Linked DNA regions of Sus scrofa: regions 1 and 3 are each linked to region 2. The links are chromatin contacts, called in public Hi-C maps. All regions are on one chromosome and are shown on one strand. The core of a region is the stretch at or near the end of the contact, and the rest is flanking DNA. Distances in the headings are between cores, read along the strand shown. Region 1 holds the start of AKAP13 (A-kinase anchor protein 13). Region 2 overlaps AKAP13 (A-kinase anchor protein 13). Region 3 has its middle 39 kb from the start of AKAP13.

What was found. Hi-C and Micro-C count contacts between places; a contact is called where the count stands out from the background.
Region 1: a Hi-C map of fetal skeletal muscle shows a contact between it and region 2, with 1.9 times the contacts expected there. The contact joins the promoter of AKAP13 here to the enhancer-like site in region 2. A contact is called at or near these places in 1 of 5 promoter capture datasets (fetal skeletal muscle), 4 of 47 Hi-C or Micro-C datasets (embryonic fibroblasts, fetal heart ventricle, fetal skeletal muscle and 1 more) and 1 of 2 datasets of contacts at active chromatin or transcription factors (skeletal muscle).
Region 3: a Hi-C map of skeletal muscle shows a contact between it and region 2, with 2.7 times the contacts expected there. The contact joins two enhancer-like sites. A contact is called at or near these places in 1 of 5 promoter capture datasets (liver), 6 of 47 Hi-C or Micro-C datasets (embryonic fibroblasts, fetal heart ventricle, fetal skeletal muscle and 2 more) and 1 of 2 datasets of contacts at active chromatin or transcription factors (skeletal muscle).

The regions. Positions count from the first base shown.
Region 1 is chr7:87,887,961-87,892,518 of Sscrofa11.1, reverse strand. It overlaps AKAP13 (A-kinase anchor protein 13), which reads right to left and starts at 3,135. Exons shown (of 38, transcript XM_021099912.1): 1 at 2,866-3,135.
Region 2 is chr7:87,967,971-87,972,571 of Sscrofa11.1, reverse strand. The region is part of intron 1 of AKAP13 (A-kinase anchor protein 13); the gene reads right to left. Among named protein-coding and RNA genes, the nearest start is that of AKAP13, 81 kb to the right of the region's middle. Within about 2 kb of position 2,126, at least 8 of the 83 cell types and tissues checked have an H3K27ac peak or open chromatin away from gene starts, as enhancers often do. A contact at or near this core is called in fetal skeletal muscle and skeletal muscle, where this site is marked.
Region 3 is chr7:87,847,655-87,852,514 of Sscrofa11.1, reverse strand. No RefSeq gene overlaps it. Among named protein-coding and RNA genes, the nearest start is that of AKAP13, 39 kb to the left of the region's middle. Within about 2 kb of position 3,129, at least 73 of the 83 cell types and tissues checked have an H3K27ac peak or open chromatin away from gene starts, as enhancers often do. A contact at or near this core is called in fetal skeletal muscle and skeletal muscle, where this site is marked.

The DNA.
Region 1 (4,558 bases), core at 1,886-4,385, 81 kb after region 2:
GCCTTGCTCAGTGGGTTAATGATCCGGCGTTGCCGTGAGCTGTGGTGCAGGTCACAGATGCAGCTTGGATCCTGCACTGCTGTGGCCTAGGCCGGCAGCTGTAGCCTGGAAGCCTCCATATGCCGCTGATGCAGCCCTAAAAAGCAAAAAAAAAAAAAAAAAAAAGTATCCAAATTATTGTCATTACAGCTAAGCAGATAACAGGTACCTACTTAATGTTCTGCACACTATTAAGTATGTACATCACATAGTTTCATTTATTCCTAAGAACGCTGCAAAGTATGTTACCACACCTTACAGGACTCTGAAGCTCTGAAAGGATAAGTGACCTGCTCAAGGCTACCCAACTAGTCAACAGAAGAGTGGAGATTTCAACCCAAACGTATCTGGTTCTAAGAATATACATTTCCCTAAACTGTGCTACTGCCCCATTTCACAGTGCAGGAACGAAGAGGCAGAAGAGCTCATGAATTTATCCAACAGTCTTAATCATTTCACCAAAAAAAGGGAGAAATTTCCTAAAACAGAACCACTTTCTGAAATCTGCAGTGCACTATTTAAACCTCAATCATTTTCAAGAAGTAATTAACAGGTTAAAAAGAAAGATCAGAAATCCTTATGGAGTACATCAAATTTCATCACAGACCTGCAAGTGAACTGTCATTGTGGACAAGTCCCCAGAGGTAGAGGTTCTCTTGCAAAGGACCAAGGGTGAGGTATCAAGCACTTCACTCAATTCAAATGCATCCTGAGCACCTGCACAGTGTTAAAGACTCCTTCCTGGCAGAGAGGGCACAGAGCTGGGTGAGAGGTAAGACCCACCACAGACCTCCAGGAGCTACCAGACTAGAAGACTAGAAGAGGAGTCCATTTACACTTACTTATACAGTTACTATTAAGCAAATAAATGAAGTGTGAGAAATCCTAAAACAAAAAAACAATGCTATCAGAGAAGGTAAGCAACGGGCCCACTTGCCACATTAGGTTCTAAATAGTATTTGTTTATATTTTGTTCCTCCCTGACAACCCCTTCCAACCTTGTCAACCTCCCTTTCCACAACCCCCCCACCACCAACGCAGGCACACACAACCACACAACCAGGAAGGAAAGCCCTAAGTGCAAGGATTATGATTCCTAAAAATGACCTTGTTATTGTACTTTAAAAGTACAAGCTTATGCCATCAGAGAATTTCTTTAGCTTTGTCAGGTGAAGAAAATTGGCTTTTCAAAGCAAAATGAAGCTGACCAAACTAGAAAAACCCAGGTAACACTTCTCTACATCGCTCACTGAACATAAGAAACCAATCAACGATAACGACCCACACGGTAATGCTCATATTTTTCTTGTTAATTTAGCAAATGGCAAAGAGATACAACAACTGAAAGCAACACATTCTGGTCCTTTTGTTCCACCACGCAATTTGACAGACATTTAGGCTTGTTCCACCTGCGCGCGGTGGGGGGGGGGGTCGCGGGGGGGCGTGTTATACAGAATCATTCTCACATCCAAAGGAACTGAATTTGGCAGAACCGATGTACCCAAAGCTTGACAAGGCTTGTACTTCTTGCAGCCTGCAAATCCCCAGAGACCATGAAAGCTTACAGGACTGTAACAATTATTTATCTCAGCTGATCAGAACTCCTTTACAAACTTGCAAAAAAAAACAAAAACAAAAAACAAAAAAACCTCTCCAAAACTGCCAGCATTTGTCCTGATCTGGAAAACCCAACGGTTAAAAAAAAAGTTTCTTCTGAAAATGAGGCTGGGGGAGCGGGGGGGTAGTTGTTGAATTAAAAAAAAAAAAAAGTACATGCTTTTCCCTTTAGTTCTATATGCCTGCAGCAGCAAACTCAAAATAACTTCACTGAGAGTAAAAGCTAAGACGACGAACACCAAAAATATTGCTCAATCCAACTTAACACTGTGAGCTCCTCAGTTCACAGTAAGATCTAGAAACTTTAAGTGTGACTGAATCATTTTGCTGTTAAGAACCATTCCAAAAAGCAAAAACAAAAAGTCTATCCTTTCTTCTGATGGAAAAAGTTGGATTTCCCCCGTATTAAGAAAAAAAAAAAAATCACATACTAGTTGACTTTGTGTGAAAAAAAGAGAACGGAGAGAAGTTCACTAAACCAGATTTACCAAAAAAAAAAAAAAGTTTTGTTTGGTCTGAAAGTATGGCTGCACTTGAACTCGACAGAGTTGAGGCCGTGGCACGGTCCCAAAGCGGGTCCCCTCCGGCTGCAAGTCCCCGACCCGCGCAGGTCCCCCGGCCGCGCCCCCGGGAACGGGCGCCGAGAGCGCCCCCCAAAGGTGGGCGCGGCCCGGCGTGTTTACCGCCGGCGCTGGCCCCCGGGAGCCGCTCCCTCGCGTCCGCAGCACTTGTTCGCCGACTCCATCGGACGGAGGGACCCACAGAGCAGCTGCAGCTCCCGGGCGATCCCGGCCCCTGCTCCCAGAGAGGCCGACCGAGGAAGCCGGGGCCGGGGTTCCAAGCCTTGCGGGCTGTGGGGTCGCCTGAGGGGGCATCCCAGCTGTGTGGGGCGGATGCGCCTCCTATTCCGGGAGTGGAGGCGGCCCCGAAGATGAACTTTGGGAGCGGGAAGGAGCGCCCCAGCCCCAGGACAGACAATGCGTGAAGGGGGCCGCGTAGGGAGGCGGGGGCTGCAGAGCCGGGGGGCGCTCCCCAGCCGCTCATTCATCCCCGCCCGCCGGCGCGCGCCCCCGCCCCACCCCGGCAGCTCCGGGCCCCCGCCCCCGCCCCGAGGAGCGGCCGCAAGGGGAGGGGCCCAGGCTCCCGCCCGCGACCCCTCCTCAAATCACAAAACTTCCCCCAACTCCGCCAACTAAGTTGCACTCTCACCGTGAGGCGCCCCGGGGCTCCCCCGCGGGCCAAGCCGGAGCAGCTCCGCACCCTCGCCGCGGAGAAAGACAATAGTTAGCCGCTCTTCCGGCGGCAGCAGCAGAGGTGGTGGCGACGGCCCGAAACTGCGGCGACGGAGGCAAGGAGCCGGCACGGTGGTCTCGGCGGAGCCCGGGCGTTTCACCGCGGCGGCTCCGGCTCGGGGCTGGCCCTGCACACAGCCCCAACCCGCCCGCGCATGCGCCACAAGCCGCTCGGGAATGGGCGGGGCACCGGAGGAGGACGGTAAGGCTTAAGCGCCCTCCCATGAATAAGCGCGGAGCCAGGGGCCGCTAGCTGGGATTGCACGGCAGAGCTGCCTATCAAGATCCGTGAGACCAATAGTGAGGTACATGGGCGGTGCCCTCAGGTTGCTAAGGAAGGCTGAGGTTGACCGCCGCCGCTCCGCTGCGGTAAAGTGATCAAAGTCGGGTACCGTGTGGAGGTGCCTGACTGAAATGCTCATCCACCCTCACCTCTCTGCCCTGTTTCGGGAAACCGCCCTTCCTCTGTGTGTGTGTCGGAGGGAGATGCTTACCTAAAATGTAGCACTTGCTGTAACACAAGTGAAATCATTTACTCTTTACTTCCCTCCACTTGAAATTAGAAAGTGGGTCTTTTCTGTGTCCTGTGCCTAAAAGAATCATTGCTAAATATTCAACATATTTTTAGTTACATGGTTGGAAGCATAGATGAAAGGCTCGATGGTGGCATCAGGATTATGGCAAGTCATTCCATAAACCTTTGGCTTTTCAATCACCGCAAAATCATGCAATCTTCAATTTGCAGGGACCTCTGAAATCACCTTGGTGGCTTTTGAGAAACAAAGTATGGTCTGTTGGTACACGAAGAAACTCATTTTGATCGGTGTTCGTTTATTTCAATGTGTATTGAGGGAAAATGCCTGTCACATCAAACAATTATTTCATTGATGTTATTTTTTAGATGAAATATGAAGTTGTAAGAGTGAATCTACTTAAAAAATTTAGGAGTTCCCATTGTGACTCAGCAGTAGTGAACCCAACTAGTATCCATAAGGATGCAGTTTCAATCCCTGGCCTTGCTCAGTGGGTTAAGAATCCAGCATCCTGTGAGCCCTGGTGTAGGTCGCAGATGCGGCTGGGATCCCAAGTTTCTATGATGTAGGCTGGCAACTGCAGCTTGGATTAGACCCCTAGCCTGGGAACTTCCATATGCCCCAAGTGTGGCCCTAAAAGAAAAGAAAAAAAAAATTCAAGTAAAGAGTTCCCATCGTGGCTCAGCAGTTAACGAACCCAACTAGCATCCATGAGGGCTCGGTTAGATCCTGGCCTTACTCAGTGGGTTAAGGATCCAGTGTTGCCCTACATGGCTCAGATCCTGAGTTGCTGTGGCTCTGGCTTAGGCCAGCAGCTACAGCTCTAATTGGACCCCTAGCCTGGGAACCGCCATAAAAAGATCAAAAAAAAAAAAAAATTAAGTCAAAACTGGGCACACTTTAAATGAAGTTCAAGAACGTGCAGAATGGATTTTCTTTGTGGCCCATCGGGTTAAGGATCCAGTGTTGTCACTGCAGTGGCTCCACAGGTGCATGAGTTTAATGCCTGACCCAGGAATTTCCACATTTGGCAGAGGGGGCAAAACAAAAACAAACAAAAAACATGCAAATTGATAG
Region 2 (4,601 bases), core at 877-3,376:
TTTGAATAGCAGTTTCAGCAGAGAATTTAAGTAGCTAAAGACCAAAATGTCTCAGTGTTGTGACATAACTACTGTTTTTCAACCTCTCAATATATGGGAAAGGTATTGCTCAGTAATCTCCCCTCCAAGTCATCTGGGCAGGGGTGGGGGTGGGGTGGGGGGTTGGCTCTAAAGGAAACAATCCACACTCAGAGCCTCCACAGTAGAGGAAGAAGCGCCTGCCTCCACATTTTGAAAACTGTGATTTATAAGAGCTCTGGCTAATTCTGTTTGGATGTTAATAAACATAATCCACTTGCAATTCAGACATACTGCTTCACAAGATAAACACACATGTTTGACAAGACTAAGATAAAGAATGGGTAAGATGAGATCTCAATTGAGTTGAAAATGAACTACAACGTGTTCTGCAAATTCTCCGGAACTCCATCAATTCATTGAAAATAGTTTAAAAATGACTCAAAAGGTAGCTTTTCATCAAATTATTAAAAGGTTATCACCCAGCTAAATTGGGACATTACACTTGTTCTGGATTTACAAATAACAGAGTTAAGAGAAATTTCAGAGATAATTCCCTGAATTTGAAATTTTCTGAATTTCTCTTAATAGGAAACTCTTAGAGGGTCACATATGTGACCTAACTCAAACAATAAAAAATGGAAAATTAGGGGTTCCTGTTGAGGCTCAGTGGGTTAAGAGCCCGACTAGTATCCAAGAGTATGGGGGTTTGATCCCTGGCCTCATTCAGTGGGTTAAGGATCCGGCATTGACACAAGCTGCAATATAAGCCACAAATGTGGCTTGGATCTGGCATTGCTGTGGCTGTAGTGTAGACTGGTGGCTGCAGCTCCAATTTGACCTCTAGTCTGGGAACTTCTATATGCCAGGGGGGGAGGGGGGAAGGGATGCTAAAAAGACAAAGACAAAAAAAGAAAAAAAGAAGGAAAATTAATTTCTCCACTTGAAATAAGTTAAAAAATAAGACTGTCATTAAAAAAGACCTCTTGCTTTAAAAAATCTAGCATTTCTAGCTAAGTGTGCGGATATAAATGGCACATAACAGAAATGCATGATGAACTATTGTTTCTAGTAAATGTGGAAACAGACAATATTACTATGCATGTGAAGCTTCAAATACTTAATATATTTATAATATACACAAAAATGTAGCTACAGAAAGTTAGGCATCTACTACACAGTACTCTTTCACTTAAAATTTCAACACCTCAAAATACAAAAAATATAGATAGCTATTTCATAAAATCAATATTATTATAGAATGACCCAAGTGCTAATAACTGGATCATACCAACACTTCAACTGACTGCTTTTCCTGAAAATCTTTACAATCAAAAAATAAATTAATATGCCACAGATGTGGCCAAAAAAGAAAAAAAGTGAATTAGTGTAGGGGGAAAAGAGCAAAGATTTCAAGGCCTACTGTCCCAAAAGTAAAACTGTTGCTGTGCAGATTTTGTTAACTGGGAGTGAGGGTGGGACTGAAGAGCAGGTATCTGAACATGTGTCTTCCAAGAACCCAGGCCATCCAGAAAGCAACTCAATGTGGAAGGGATGAAGAAGAGAAGTAATGGACGCAAACAAAAGGCATCGAGGGAAATCATTCAATTCAACAAGTATTTGAGTATTTACTCCAGACAGAGACTGTGGATAGAACAACAAACTATAAATAGTGCAAATAAACTCTCCAAAGAGTTCAAGATCCTTGGCTTTCTGATTCTCCACATAAATTAAATAAGCCCTACAGAAGCCCCACCCCCATCACAGCAACAGTTGGTCCAGAGCTAGATTAGTCATGGTTAGAAGTCGGCTAGAACTCAAACCCATCTGAAAGACGGAACATTACTCCAAAGATCTGAGCGGGCAGACTGAAGAGGCAATCCCTTACACATCCCCTGCCATGTGATGAATAGGTGAACCTCTCTGACCAGAGCAAGAGGGCCACAGGGAGGAGGGCACTGAAGTCCAAGCCCTTGCTGGCTGAAAGGCCTTTCTCCTCTGCATGAAGCAGCTGGTAATCATGTGCCTCTGAGAAGTGCTGTGGGTCAATCGAATGTCCGCAGCACTTCGTATGGTGGTGACAGAGCAACTGTTCTATAAACTCTTGACTTTCACTGGCACACACTCAGCCAATAGGCACACCTGACTTGGGACAGCCAATAGAAGAATACAGTACTGTAAGACAGAAACAACTAGGAGACAAAATCCTTACTCCTCACTTGCAGCAACAGCAGAATCCTTAAGAAACAGAGCCCAGTCTACTAATCACCAGTTCAGAAGCTTTAGAGTTAAAACTTCAGTGATACCGATTCTCCCTCTAAGTGACCTGACTAAAATGAAAAAGGTGTTTCCAACCATCAAACTTGGGCTCAAGAACAGTTGACTTTGTGGCTGGTTTTTCATCAGCAGGAGGTAAAATGGTAAAAACCACACACTAACAGTCTCAGCCTCTACCCCATGAGGTAAAAGCGCATAGGTCAATTTTTTTTCATAGTTTTAAAAATATATCCCCGATTCCTCTTTCTTTCCCTCTATTCCCCTCCCTAAATGTTGGTATAATGAAACAAACTAAAGATCACATTCTAAAATAATCTCCAGAGGCATTTAAATAGAACAAAACTGCCACAGTACCTACTACAGGAAAAAGCTAAGCCAAGATGAAGGCTGAACACTGACTCTTGGCTCCATTCCACATTCCCCTCACCCTATGCTTCTCCCTCCCCAACTTGATACTTGACATATCTATGGAGAGACCTAGTCATTTTCTAGCTCATATGCCTGTACAGAAATAGGAATACTAAATGCTCAGAGAACAGAGTAAAAGGATTATCAACTAGCTCCAATTATACCAACTGATCTCATCCTCTTGCTACAAGCTGCTTCCTGGCATCTGAAATCCATTTCTGAAACTCAACCAAGGGCATTTTTAAAAATATTCCTTCCTCCCTCATTGTCTCAGCATACACTGGAAATACACCGGGTGGTAAACAAGCACTCACGGGCTTTTAGAATTCACACTCCCCCAAACCACACAAAGTATATGTACCTCACTGACAGGTAAACTGAAAGCTTCCTGTTTCATTCTCAATGAGTGTTGTTCTTATTTGTTCATCCAAAAGGTAGACACTGTAATTCTATAGCTCTGACATCTTACAGCTTTATTAACCATGAAGACATAACATCACCATCATCATCTTCACTGGCACTTACAAGAGTTCTCTCTGTTCCAAACACCTTGCTAATCCTCACATTAATCCATTTTACAAATGAAGAGAGTCATAGTTAAGTAACGTGTATAAGATCACACAGTTGGTAAACAGTGGGAGCCAGAACCCAGATCTTAACCTCTAAACTACTACAGTGATGCCTCTCCTAATCTGTAGCAAGCCTCATGACCTCCATTTCTTATTCTGTGAAGGGAGGGGGTTGGAGTAGGTAATCACGAAAGTTCCTCCCAACTCTAACACACCTTAATTCCACGTAGAGAAATACTGTGTGCCTTAGGTATGTATAAAAACAAAGGAGTCAAGGTGATTTTGTGAGCTGACCACCAAACACGGTGAGGATGAGAAGGAAGAGAAAGTCTTCTCAGTCACATAAATGGAAAATGCTAGAGGAAGCAGCATAAAAGACTGAAGGGTGAGGAGGAAGGCAAAGACATGCTTGTTTAGAGCTTCTCTGTAAACTAATTAATCTCCCCCAAAACTTAAACATTTTAGACTAATTTACAGATGTGCCCTATTCTGTTTGTCCGCAGTAGTAGGTAATGGCCTACAGAAAAAGTCAGCTGTGTAATTACCCAACAGGTAAAGCAACTCAACAGACCAACATGTTCCTACCCACATCCAAATGGAAATATTTCCAAGCCTGAGAATCAGCTGGGAATGAAGAGAGTCCCTTCTACACAAATACAGGCTAACATCTGCCAGCTGAAATCTGCTGCCCCCCAAATTTAGTTGCTGTTACATAAGCAACAAGAACTTCTGAGAATGTTTTCCCCTAAATTCTACAAAAATCTGATAAAGTAAATAATCAATCTTCGAAGCCAATGCCCAAGCTTAAAGAGAGTGAACAGGGAGTATTTCACATTCAAAATTGCAATCAAAGTGAATAATGCTTCCGTCAGTACTATATTAAATTTTATAAACTTAAGCACTAATAAGACGTACACCATACTATCATTTCCTTGCACATGTTGGAAAGTACAATGGCTTTTCATACAAGTAATTAGCATTCTGAAGTCTGCTATTAAACTAAACAGAAAATTAAAAAACAAAGCAGTTAAAAGCAAGATGGACAGACCAGAGACGTGTGTACTGCGACCTTCCATCATAGACCTTGATTGCTATCCCAGGTCAGAGCGAGGAACAAGTAAAGAATGCAGCCACCCACAGAATGCCTCCCCACCCAGTACAAGAAGAAAAAAGTACACCACATAGTTGGAGAATCTAAAAACTCAGTTATGGAATCTCCAAGGAGACACTCCTTCTTAGTTGATATTCAGATATGGGCTATTAACAGCCTCAAGCCTTGAGCTTTAACAAATACAACCAAAAACCCCGTTCAGGGTCAGCAGTAGTTGC
Region 3 (4,860 bases), core at 1,880-4,379, 120 kb after region 2:
TCATAGATAAGAGACAGAAGGGCCGGGGCAGTTGAGAAAGGCTTGCCTGGAACTCTGCCTGACACGTTTCGAAGTTAGTGAAGAAGACTGGAGTGTGGGGTGGGAGTGGAGGTGGGGGCGCTCATTATTGAAGACCAATCTAATTAAGGTAAGAATAGAAGGAACAACATATTTAAGGACTGAAGAAGAACATTCAAATTTACCCCAATTTTCACCTTTGAAACTTGCAGTATGTGGGCTACTAGCTTGCTATTCAATTTTTTAAGAGTTTAAACAGTCAGTTATGTTTGGGTCACAGGGCCCCCAACTCTTTCCCTAGTCCGGGTCATGGTTTATGCTGTTTTCTTTGTTTACTTTCTTTGCTGGAGCATCTCCTGCTACTTCTCAAGGTTTACTTCAGTATTATTTCCCCAAAAGAAGCCATCCTAAACTGCCAGCCCCACCTCTCCCTCTCCTCACTTAAGGTCAAGCACTCCTCCTCTGAGCTAGATGAGACATCTCCACCTACATCACAGCTCATTATCACTTTGAATTGATCTCTTGTTCTGCATTGAACATACCTGGAATGTGTCTGAATCACCTTTTAGACCCAGAGGATCTGGGCCTTCTGCCGTCCGTCAACATGGTGACTGGTGTGCAGTAAGCACCTAAGAATGAAGACTTGGATCGAACTGCATCCAAAACAGGGAGAACCTATGTTGGTTAACCATGCACATGGTAGTTACATGTTAAAAAACAATCTATCTTCTCTTGTTCCTGTCCCTCTTACCTTACCCAGTATTCTCTCTAATCACCAAATCCTGTTTGGAGAGATAAAAAACTATCTTGAAAGGCAAATCTGAAAATCTAAGTGTAAAAAGAGATGACAAAATGACCACCAAGGCCCAGGATGAATGATTGGGTGATACATTTTATCTTTCCCAGAAGGCAAACTTCCTTGGACCTCCCTAATGTTGCCTCCATTCATTTCATGTCCCTTTAGGTCAACAGCCAGAAATGAAAATAGATGCTGGCTCTCACAGCAGCAGACTGCCTCCAGCTCATCTTCCTTTCAGTTCTAAGCTGGAATCCAAGTCTGATGTAGGCTACGGTATGCAGGATTTGAACTCCCCTGGCACATGTATAATACAGTGTGATCCAACCAGTAGCAGAAATTCCATGTTTATGCAGAACAACATCTGCAGATTTTATCTCCAGTACAGCCCAGTTACAGTCACACTTGGTATTTGAAGAATGAAATGAAGCAACCACAGAAAAAGATAAAATGGCAAGTACTCTCTGTCCAGAGTCTCTGTAGTTGTTTCAAATACAAATAGGCTTCATAACTAGAACAGGAAAATAGGAAGACTGGGCATGGGGGTGGGGATGACAGAGATATGAGTATTTACCTATCAACTGGCATATATAATTGGTCCTACATCAGCTTTAGAGGGGAAGGAACAAACTATTTAGAGCTGGAAGGATATGGACTCCTGGCTCTTGCATGTGCAAAACGATGTAGGTACAAAGCTATTCATTGCAACACTGTTTACAGTAGCAAAAGATTGGAAACAACCCAGTATCCAACAGTAGAGAATGGGTTAATTAAATGTGGTACCTCCATACAATGGAATATTGTGCAGCTGTAAAAGGAAAAGAATGAAGAAGGTTTTAATGTGCTGACACAGAAAGATCTACAAGATATCAAGTAAAAACAGCAAGACACAGAGCAGTATGTATATAGTATGCCATGTTTTGTGAGAAAATGGAGTCAAAATAAGAATATATTTCTCGGGAGTTCCTGTCGTGGTGCAGTGGTTAACGAAACCGATTAGGAACCATGAGGTTGCGGGTTCAGTCCCTGGCCTTGCTCAGTGGGTTAAGGATCTGGCATTGCTGTGAGCTGTGGTGTAGGTTGCAGACGCTCAGATCCCACGTTGCTGTGGCTGTGGCGTGGCTACAGCTCCGATTCGACCCCTAGCCTGGGAACCTCCATATGCCGAGGGAGTGGCCACAGAAAAGGCAAAAAGACAACAACAATAACAAGAAAATCAAACAAACAAAAATAATATATTTCTCATTAACTGGTATGCATAAGGAAATGCTGAAAGTGTCTACATAATAAGGAACACATGATGGTAGTTATTACCTGTGTATGAAGGCAACTGGATATTTGGGGGTCATGTGGATGAGAGATTTTTCTAGGCTTTATGATTTTGAATGATGTGACTGTATAATCTATTTATAAACTAAATCAAATAAACAAGCATCATAGCTCTGTCACTTTGTTACCAGCCCACCCTGGAAAATTACTTAACATCTCCCAGTCCTGATGTTGACATCAGGGAAATGGAGATATTTATATTCGCCCCCCTGGCCTGTTAGGTCACTAAGCAACTGAATGCAAAAAGCACTAAGCAACTGAATGCAAAAATTTGTGAGCCTGGAGGGGTGCTCACAAATATTGGGTGATTTCCTTTCCCTGTGGAAGTGCCAGTGCCTCTCTGTCCTGCGACCGGATTGTGATTCACTGGTTCAGAACTTTTCAGGAAGTATTTCAGGAGCAATTTTCTCTTGCTTGCCTTGTCCTGACTGAGTCGTCACAGGTTAAAAAAAAAAAAAAGTCCAATGACCTTAAGAATTCAGTGGCCTTTGAACACTCTTTTAGGCGGGGCAGCCTCTAGAAACCTCTGCTTCATTTCCCAGATTGGTTGATTTCTTCCACTTGGGTTCCTCCTGTAGCGTCAACTCAGGCCCAACCTCCAGGGGAGCAGTCCCAAGGCTCAGGTGCCACGCTGGGAAGGAGTCTGCCTGCCTGAGCTCTGAGGTTCCTTCTCTCTCCACCCTTGCTCCACTGCTTTCTCTCCAAATCCATTCTCTGGGCTTCAGAATCCCAGCGGGGTCAGGGGACTGTTATCAGCGGACCAAGCTTTCAGCCCCAGGGGAGTCCTGGGGAGAGGCCCGGCAGTCGGAGGAAGGGCTCTAAGAGGCCACCCAGCATCCCACCATCTGTGATGGAGGGGCTACAGCATTCTCTGACTTCGAGGCCGGTGTTTGATCTGCCTCCGGCCTTCGCAGAGAGCCGCAAGCACAGCGCGGAGGTTATGAAAGAACACAGTGCTGGCTGAACACACATTCGCTGGAGCCCTTTCGGTTTTCGGGGAAGGGACCGAGCGCGGCCTCTAGCGGCCTCTCCTAGACCTGCTCTCCAGAGTCTTGACCCTTGTGGATTGTTCAACTGAAACTCGGCCACAGCTCCGTGGGAAAGAGGCAGCGGGATCGCGGGACGTTGTCCTCGGAAAACCTTCCACAAGCAGAGTCGTGGTCTGTCCTGCAGGCAAGCGTGTGAATCCGGCTAGACCTGCCTCCCGAACGGTCGAGCTCCAGCGCATTCACAAGGGCATCCAGAGCTCCTCCCCCTCCTCCTCCCTCCAGGTCCTGCGGGTCCGACTCCTCCCCCATCTCTGTTCCCCTCTCGTCTCAGTTATCAAGTGCTGCCTGCCGCACCTAATCTCAGGCAATGATTTGCAGCACTGGTTGCTGCATTCCTTCAAACTCTCCTTTGCAAAGATTCTGGGACCTAATCTTTCTTTCTTTTTAAAATTTTATTGGAATATAGTTGATGTACAAAATTATGTTAATTTCAGGAGTACAGCACAGTAAATCGGTTATACATATATCCATTCCTTTTCAGATTCTTTTCCCATATACTTTATTACACAGTATTGAGTAAATTTCCTTGTGCTATACACTAGGAGGTACTTAATATTTCTTCAATGAATCAATCTGGGTAAGTTGAATGAGGACTTTAAGTTGAAACTGATCCAGTCACCTTAGTCTATTTTCTAAGTTATTTAAAATATACAACATTGACTTTTTTCTCGTTACAAAATTTTGGTACTATGGAATGCTGTGTTGGAAATACTGATCAAATCAAACTCCCTGATTTCATGGAAGATCAGTATAAATCTTAACTTTGTTCCTTATGAGAAAAAACCAAAAACAAAAACCCACCAAATACTTGTGCCCTCATTGGGTGCATGAAGCAGTTTTAGGTACTAGCACTACATTTTCTTGAACCCAAGGTGGATCCCTTTAAGGGCAATTAAAAAGATATAACATGACATTGATTTTTTTGCACACATTCTTTCAAATTTCTGTTTTCTATATTACAAGCTACCATCCACAGAGGGTCATAAATCCTCTGGAGAAGTCATATGTTACACCACGTGGTTTGCTTTGCATCTGTTTTGCAGCTGTTCACTTTGCAGTTTTATTTTGCCTTTTGGAAACCTTAGAACAGTGCTTCTCAAACATGAATGCGCATATGAATCACTTGGGGGATCTTGTTAAAATGCAGATTTTGAGTCAGGAGGTCTGGGGAGGGCTGAGATTCTTCACTTCTAAGGAGATGCCAGGTGGTGCCAATTCTGCTGCTCTGGACACCACACTTAGAGTGGTAGAGTTGTTGAAAAACAGGAACAAAAGTATTCTGAGAGTGCTCATGGGATCAGTGTCAATGTGCTTGCACTGAGAACCAGTCTGGCTGTGGAGGAGTTCTCCTTGAAGATTCTAGTCTACTTTCCCCCTCATCCTTCACTTTCCCTTTCTTTCAAATATTCTTTCCTGTTGTCTGGATTGGAGAGAAGCTGGGAGGGAAAAGCCAAAAGCTATGTTGATTCAGGATGTGTGGGTAGCACCTTAGGTTTCTTCAGGTCATCTGGGCTAGAAGAAAATAAAGGATCCTACAGCCAGCTATAACTGAAACCTCTGCGGCCTCTGTATTTGGTGTGTGAGCAACCAGAAGCAGACCCTAAATCAGTGGTTTCAGTTCCTTCAACTTTATTTTACTAATGTGAGAGAAGCAGCAGGCATCTGCAA